Linked DNA regions of Mus musculus: region 1 is linked to region 2. Evidence: chromatin contacts called from public promoter capture Hi-C data. All regions are on one chromosome and are shown on one strand. The core of a region is the stretch at or near the end of the contact, and the rest is flanking DNA. Distances in the headings are between cores, read along the strand shown. Region 1 overlaps Pus10 (pseudouridylate synthase 10). Region 2 holds the start of Fam161a (family with sequence similarity 161, member A).

What was found. Promoter capture Hi-C pulls out the DNA fragments that hold promoters and counts their contacts.
Region 1: a contact with region 2 is called in a promoter capture Hi-C map of hippocampal neurons, with 2.5 times the contacts expected there. The contact joins the enhancer-like site here to the promoter of Fam161a in region 2. A contact is called at or near these places in 4 of 39 promoter capture datasets (the C10 cell line, hippocampal neurons and liver), 1 of 484 Hi-C or Micro-C datasets (LSK cells) and 1 of 9 other capture datasets (pancreatic islet).

The regions. Positions count from the first base shown.
Region 1 is chr11:23,728,589-23,731,600 of GRCm38.p6, forward strand. It overlaps Pus10 (pseudouridylate synthase 10), which reads left to right. Exons shown (of 18, transcript NM_028304.3): 17 at 387-486; 18 at 2,733-3,012. The coding sequence ends at 2,771. Among named protein-coding and RNA genes, the nearest start is that of Rel, 41 kb to the right of the region's middle. Within about 2 kb of position 1,718, at least 28 of the 459 cell types and tissues checked have an H3K27ac peak or open chromatin away from gene starts, as enhancers often do.
Region 2 is chr11:23,006,835-23,009,828 of GRCm38.p6, forward strand. It overlaps Fam161a (family with sequence similarity 161, member A), which reads left to right and starts at 1,513. Exons shown (of 5, transcript NM_001363283.1): 1 at 1,513-1,792.

The DNA.
Region 1 (3,012 bases), core at 468-2,967, 720 kb after region 2:
ACTCAAACTTTGGCATTTTAAGATGTGCTAATTAGGAAAAACCCAAAGCTTGGGGCTTGGGGTGACGTTGCCAGTGTTTCCAATTCCTCACTTGGAAGGTGGAAGCAGGAGGATTGAGATCAAGTTTCCGTAGTCTGGGCTACATGACACCTTGACTCAAACAAATCAAAGCCATGGCCTTTGGTAGGTTGATGTAAATAGGTCTGGTTGTATGTTGGCATCCAGGCTGGTGGGAACCAGTTTGCCATAGCTTACTTTTTAATACACATCTCAAGTCAGAGTTTAGAAATGACCTCTCTTTTGTAACATTTTTAAATTCTATTTATTTTCCCTTCTACTTGCCAAAGTAGTTGGTATTGCATAATCTTTTCCTTAAAGAGACCTAGCTACATTAAAGAATTTGTACATGGAGACTTTGGGAGAACCAAACCAAACCTTGGCTCTTTGATGAACGTGACTGCAGACATTCTTGAGCTGGATGTGGAGGTAAAGTATTTTATGGGGAAATGCACACTACCTGTAAGTCACACGCAGATACATTAGGTCTTCTGACAACAAACCAAGTAGCACCACCTGTCTTCATGGGTATTTTTTATATGAAGGGTGTTTTGTGTCTTAGATTTATTTTCTTTTTGTCTGTGAGTATTTTGTCTGCATGTGTCTGTACACCACATGTATTCCTGGTGCTCCCAGAGTTGAGAAGGAAGTGCTGGGTCCCCTAGAACCAGAGTTATAGATGGTCACAAGCCACCATGTGGGTGCTGGGGATGGCATGCAAGTACTCTGAAGGAGCAGCCGATACTCTTAACCATTGAGCATTTCTCTAGCATTTCTCTATACTGGAAAGAATTAGCTCTGGAATTTTATTAAAACAAATAACAAACCAGGATCCCATTTGCGATACTTGTAGATTATGTAGCTAAGTTACTAATTGATATTAGGTACTGTTGTTAACTGATTTACCTATGGCATCAGGTTAAACCCTTAAAGAAAAGAAAGAAATAAAGTTGTAACTGTGCCTCACACATCCTTCTGAATGCTAGGGTTATGTGTAATACAGAATTTTAGAGCTGGGTAGGGTGGGGGTTGTGTGTGTGTGTGGGGGGGTGCACATCTCTAATCCCAGCACTTGAGAAGCAGAGGCTGGTAGATCTCTGAGCTCAAGACCACCCTGGTCTACACAGTTCCAGGACAGCCAGGGCAATTTAGAGATAGCTGCTCTCAAAAATTGAGTTGGATGGTGGATTTTAGGGCTGGGCTCATCTCAGTAATGGCAGTTGCTGCCAAGGTTCCACTAAATTCAGTCCCTGGAATCCACGTGGTAGAAGTAGAGACTCCACCCTCATTTCATGTGTTTTGGCATGGGGACATGTATGTATGAATGAGCATGCACAAACACATACACACACATACATGCATACATGCATACATACATACATACATATATATACATACACATCTTGGGATTTATGAAAACTTTTTGCTGTGTGTACCTGTGCAGTGGTTTTTTTGTTTTTTTGCTGTTAGGGAATCTGGAGTGTGAAGTCACCCATGGGCTAACGAATGCATGAGTTTCAGTAAACCAAATCAAGCTTTTGCTTTTGTTTGGTCTTAATGTGGCCCAAGCTGGCTTGGAATTTGCCTTGTGGTTCAGGCTCCCCGGTGCTGTGAGTACAGATGTTCACCACTGCACCTAGCAAAGCTTTATCTTAAGGTCCCACAGAGAAACCAAGATAGGGCGTGTTTGGCCTGCCCAGAATGTGAGTCTGTGTGTTTTGGTGTGTCTGGAATGTGATTGTGTGGGCCGGAATAGATTGCTTGCTGTGACTATAATCTACAAGAACACAGTGAGGGTGAGTTGCAGTGGAAAGTAATATGATTTATTTCTTTATTTTTATGTTGTGGGACAGGGTCTTATGGAGCCCAGGTAGGCTGTGAACTCGATCCTCCTGCCTCTATCTCTGAAGTGCTAAGATTCCAGGCACATGGGCTGGCGAGATGGCTCAGCAGATAAGAGCACTGACTGCTCTTCCAAAGGTCCTGAGTTCAAATCCCAGCAACCACATGGTGGCTCACAACCACCTGTAATAAGATCTGATGCCCTCTTCTGGTGTCTGAAGACAGCTACAGTGTACTTATGTATAATAATAAATAAATATTTTAAAAAGATTTCAGGCACATTTCATGACACCTGGCTTGAAGAATTCTGAGATCAGAAGATACTTGGTGCTTTTCTGGTTCTGCTAATTTTCTGTATTCATCTGCCTTACATTTAATCACACACTGCTTGAGCCATGTGCCATTCTGGCCAACAGTGATTCCATTAAGTGTCACCTGTTGACATTGTACTGTAGTACACCATGGTATTTGCCCAGTGATGGAGTCACCTAAAAACACATTTCTCAGCATGTGGCCCTACAGTTTTGCTGTGTTAAATAGGAGGGTGGTAGAATGAAGGACAGTCAGAGCAACCGTTGTTGAGACTTCTGAGGAAAAATAGTGTGGCTACCCAACTTTGAATTTGTTTCTACTTTACTCATAACTGACATTACAGTTTTTCAGTTTCTTCTCTTAGGAGTAGAGAGGTCTAATAGTAATTGTATCTTCGTTAGTTCAGAAATGGCCCTCAGTGTTGCTGCTCTTAGCAAATGTAATTCTCTTGCATTACGGTAAAACTGCCCCAGAAATGCTTGCCCGAATTCCTGTTGTACTGATTTGTTTCCTCCTTTTAGTCTGTAGATGTTGACTGGCCGCCTGCTCTGGATGACTAGCTCCCACGTGTGAACACAAAAGGCTTTCCTGGCATGATGTGGACATACAGGCAGCATATCCTGGAAAATGACTGTTTACCCACCATAACGGTGTCTTCAAAACCACTTGGATCATGTTGATCTGTTCCTAAAGTTCACTGTAACATCTCAGGATCTATTTGTACGCATATTTTGTGTTGTGTTGTGTTGTTCTAAGAATGTCTTATGTTTTCTCATTCCCTGTCTCATGACCACAAAACCA
Region 2 (2,994 bases), core at 263-2,762:
ATTATTCATTTCACTATCTTGTATATTACAATTTTTTTGTTGTTTTTCAAGACAGCCCTGGCTGTCTTGGAACTCACTCTGTAGACCTCCAAGTCAGAAATCCGCTGGCCTCGGCCTCTGCCTCCCAAGTGCTAAGATTAAAGGCATACGCCACCACTGGCTGGCCTGCAAAAGCACTTTAATGGTGCCATTTTCTTTCAGATCTACCTTTTTTTTAAAAGCTGTGTTAATAGATATCTGCAAATTTAGAATACTGTCAGCCGAAACTTTCCTATTCTATGTACACACTGATGTCCTTCATATCCATTATTTACTATTTCATGTTCCTAAAACCATCCCACTTACAGGGCTTCAGTCTGTCAATAGGTCTTGTTTACACCAAGTCCCATCACAGAACTAGTTGCATGTGGCTGGCAGAAAGTCACTATTCTCTCATTCAGATGGCTATGGATCCCTCCCCACATCTAGCTTTTCAGAACCAACCAGTATCCATCATCAGTTCCGTTGGAAAAGGCAAGCTCAACCGTTTTGAAACAGGAGGCAGGGAAGGTAAGGTGATAGGTGCTTCGCAGAGGGGAACAAGGAAGGGGTGGTAACAACTGCGTCAGAAACAGGTTCTGTGGAAGGTGTGCCGCATAACGTGGAAAGTACTGGAACCTTAGGGTGGGGACAGGGGCGCTAGCTGGGGTTCTAAGTAAAGTGTTATGCTGCAGGTGGCTGAGAGTTCACTGAAAAAGCATCCAAAGTGGCCAAAAACCTGAGGCCGATCAGGAGGTTGGCAGGGCTGAGCTGGGAGGGTGTGGTCCTTGTAGGCTCTCGCCCCCTCTAATCTGCCGCTAAGCTAGCTGCAGAACCGCTAGACAAGCTACCACATCTCACTCACTGGTCTGAGTGACAGACACTTCCTATGTCTAGTGTCTTACTGGTCAGTCGAGAAAAAAGAGGGTGGGACAAATAAGTATTCTCCTTCTGATTGGTCAACCCGCTGGTTCTTGTCAATTAGAGATGAACTGGGTTCTCCGCCATGTTGAATAGCGCGCTGCAAAGCCTGTTCTTTTCTTGGGATGGTCACCCAACACCCGGTCCTTCCTGTCCCTCTGTGCCCTAATATGTTGATCCAGCTAGTTAAAACGCGCTTTCTGCTTTAAGTCCGTATACCGCGAGAAGTTCTCGTTTAGGTAGTTAGACAGAAATAAAGCTAGAAACCAGAGAAAAGCTCAGTCCCTTGCCGGAGACCTGGGTGTCATTCAAGTGAATCAGTAATTGTTCCGGCGCTGGTGAGACTCCCATTGAGCAATTAGCTTGAAGATTGCGTTTTACTTTAGCTTGCTGTGGTAGTCGTTTGTGTAGCTTCAGACAGTTATGCTTCTAGAAACCGCAGGCTTGTATCAGAAACCATCATTAGACACTAGCTGGACTCGGGGTTCGCATTTGTGACAGTGAAAAAGGACGTTGCGTGCGTTATGGTCCGTCGCCACCTCCTGTAGCGTCCCTAGTAACCGAGCCCCTAGTAACCGCTCGCCCCAAGCCAGGATCTGTGAGCTAGGTGGCAGCGCCTGCACGCCGCCCTGGGCGGGCGCGGGCGCTTGGGCTTGGAGGCGGGGCGATGGCTTCGCCGCACCAGGAGGCCAGACTGGCGGCAGCCAGCCTTCTCCTGTCTGCAAATCCCATCACCGGAGCAAGGGTCGCCCAGTACGAAAGCGAAGACTCCTTAGAGTCCTTGGTAGCAGCGGGGTTGGCGGCGGCCATGGAGGAGGAGGAACAGAAGAAAGTGTGGCAGATGCGGGCGTCGGTAATGTGAGAGCCCGGAGGGGTCTGAGGGCTGTCCGATCGTCTCGGGCAGGACGGGTGGAAATGCGGTGTCCTCTGTAGACCCTCCCTGCTCTCTGCCCCAACTAAAGGTTGCTGCAAAACTTTATTGGAGAGTGGTTTTTTTATAGCTATTTCTAGAGTATGCAAAGAACAGAACTCTACTTCCTATTTATTCTCCAGTATATCTTGGGAATAAATAATTTTTTAGTTCTGATTTTTACATTTATTTTTGCCCCCCCCCCCCCCGAAGACAACTGATGTGCCCATAGTTTTCATAAAAGATCAACTTTCAGATGATAAGTTGTACTGACAAGTGTGTTTTATCAGTTTTTGTTAGGAGTGGATTTTAGCAGTCCATTAGCAAACCGTGTTTGAAGTTCAGTGGACAGATGCTCCAGATGTAGAGAAGCATCCAGATAAACAAACCGCCGAAATCCCAGTTCCCTAAAGGGATGATATGGGTGCAGTGAGATCTTTTCACAAAACATTTTCAGTATTATGTCCTGGATGTGTTATATGTTTCTAGCAGAAGGATATATATGGAGGAGGAGATTATACACACACACACATAATCTCTACCTCTGGAAAAGCAACCAGTACTTATAACCACTAAGCCATCTCTCCAGCAATGCTTTTATTCTTTAAAAATTTCATACAGTATATTTTGAATGTAACCACCCCCTCTCCTTCATCTGTTCTATTCATTTTGTGTGTTTGTTTTTAGATTTATGTGTATGAATGTGTGCCTTGGGAGTTACTGAGAGTTGTGAGCTACCATATGGATGCTGGGAATCAAGCCCAGGTCCCCTGCAAGAGCAGCAAGTGCTCTTAACAGTTAAAACATCTTAGCATCCTTTTAAATTTTTGTTTGTTTTCTGAGACATAGCCTGGCTGTTCTGGAACTCACTCTGTGTAGTCCAGGCTGGCCTCAAACACACAGAGCTCTGCCTACCTCTGCTTCCTGAGTTTAAAGGTGTGTAATAAAAACGCCCAGCTTTTATTCACTTTAAAAGCCGGGAACCTTGGACTTAAACCAGCACTCTGCTGGGATAAAGCACCAGGACGGGCACTCGCTCCCTCGACACCCTGTTCCTTAGCAGTGCTGGGGTGGGCCGAAGGGTTTGTGCTTGCTAGGCAAGTGGTGTACCAACAGCTACATCCTCGGCTTTTTTGTTTTATTTT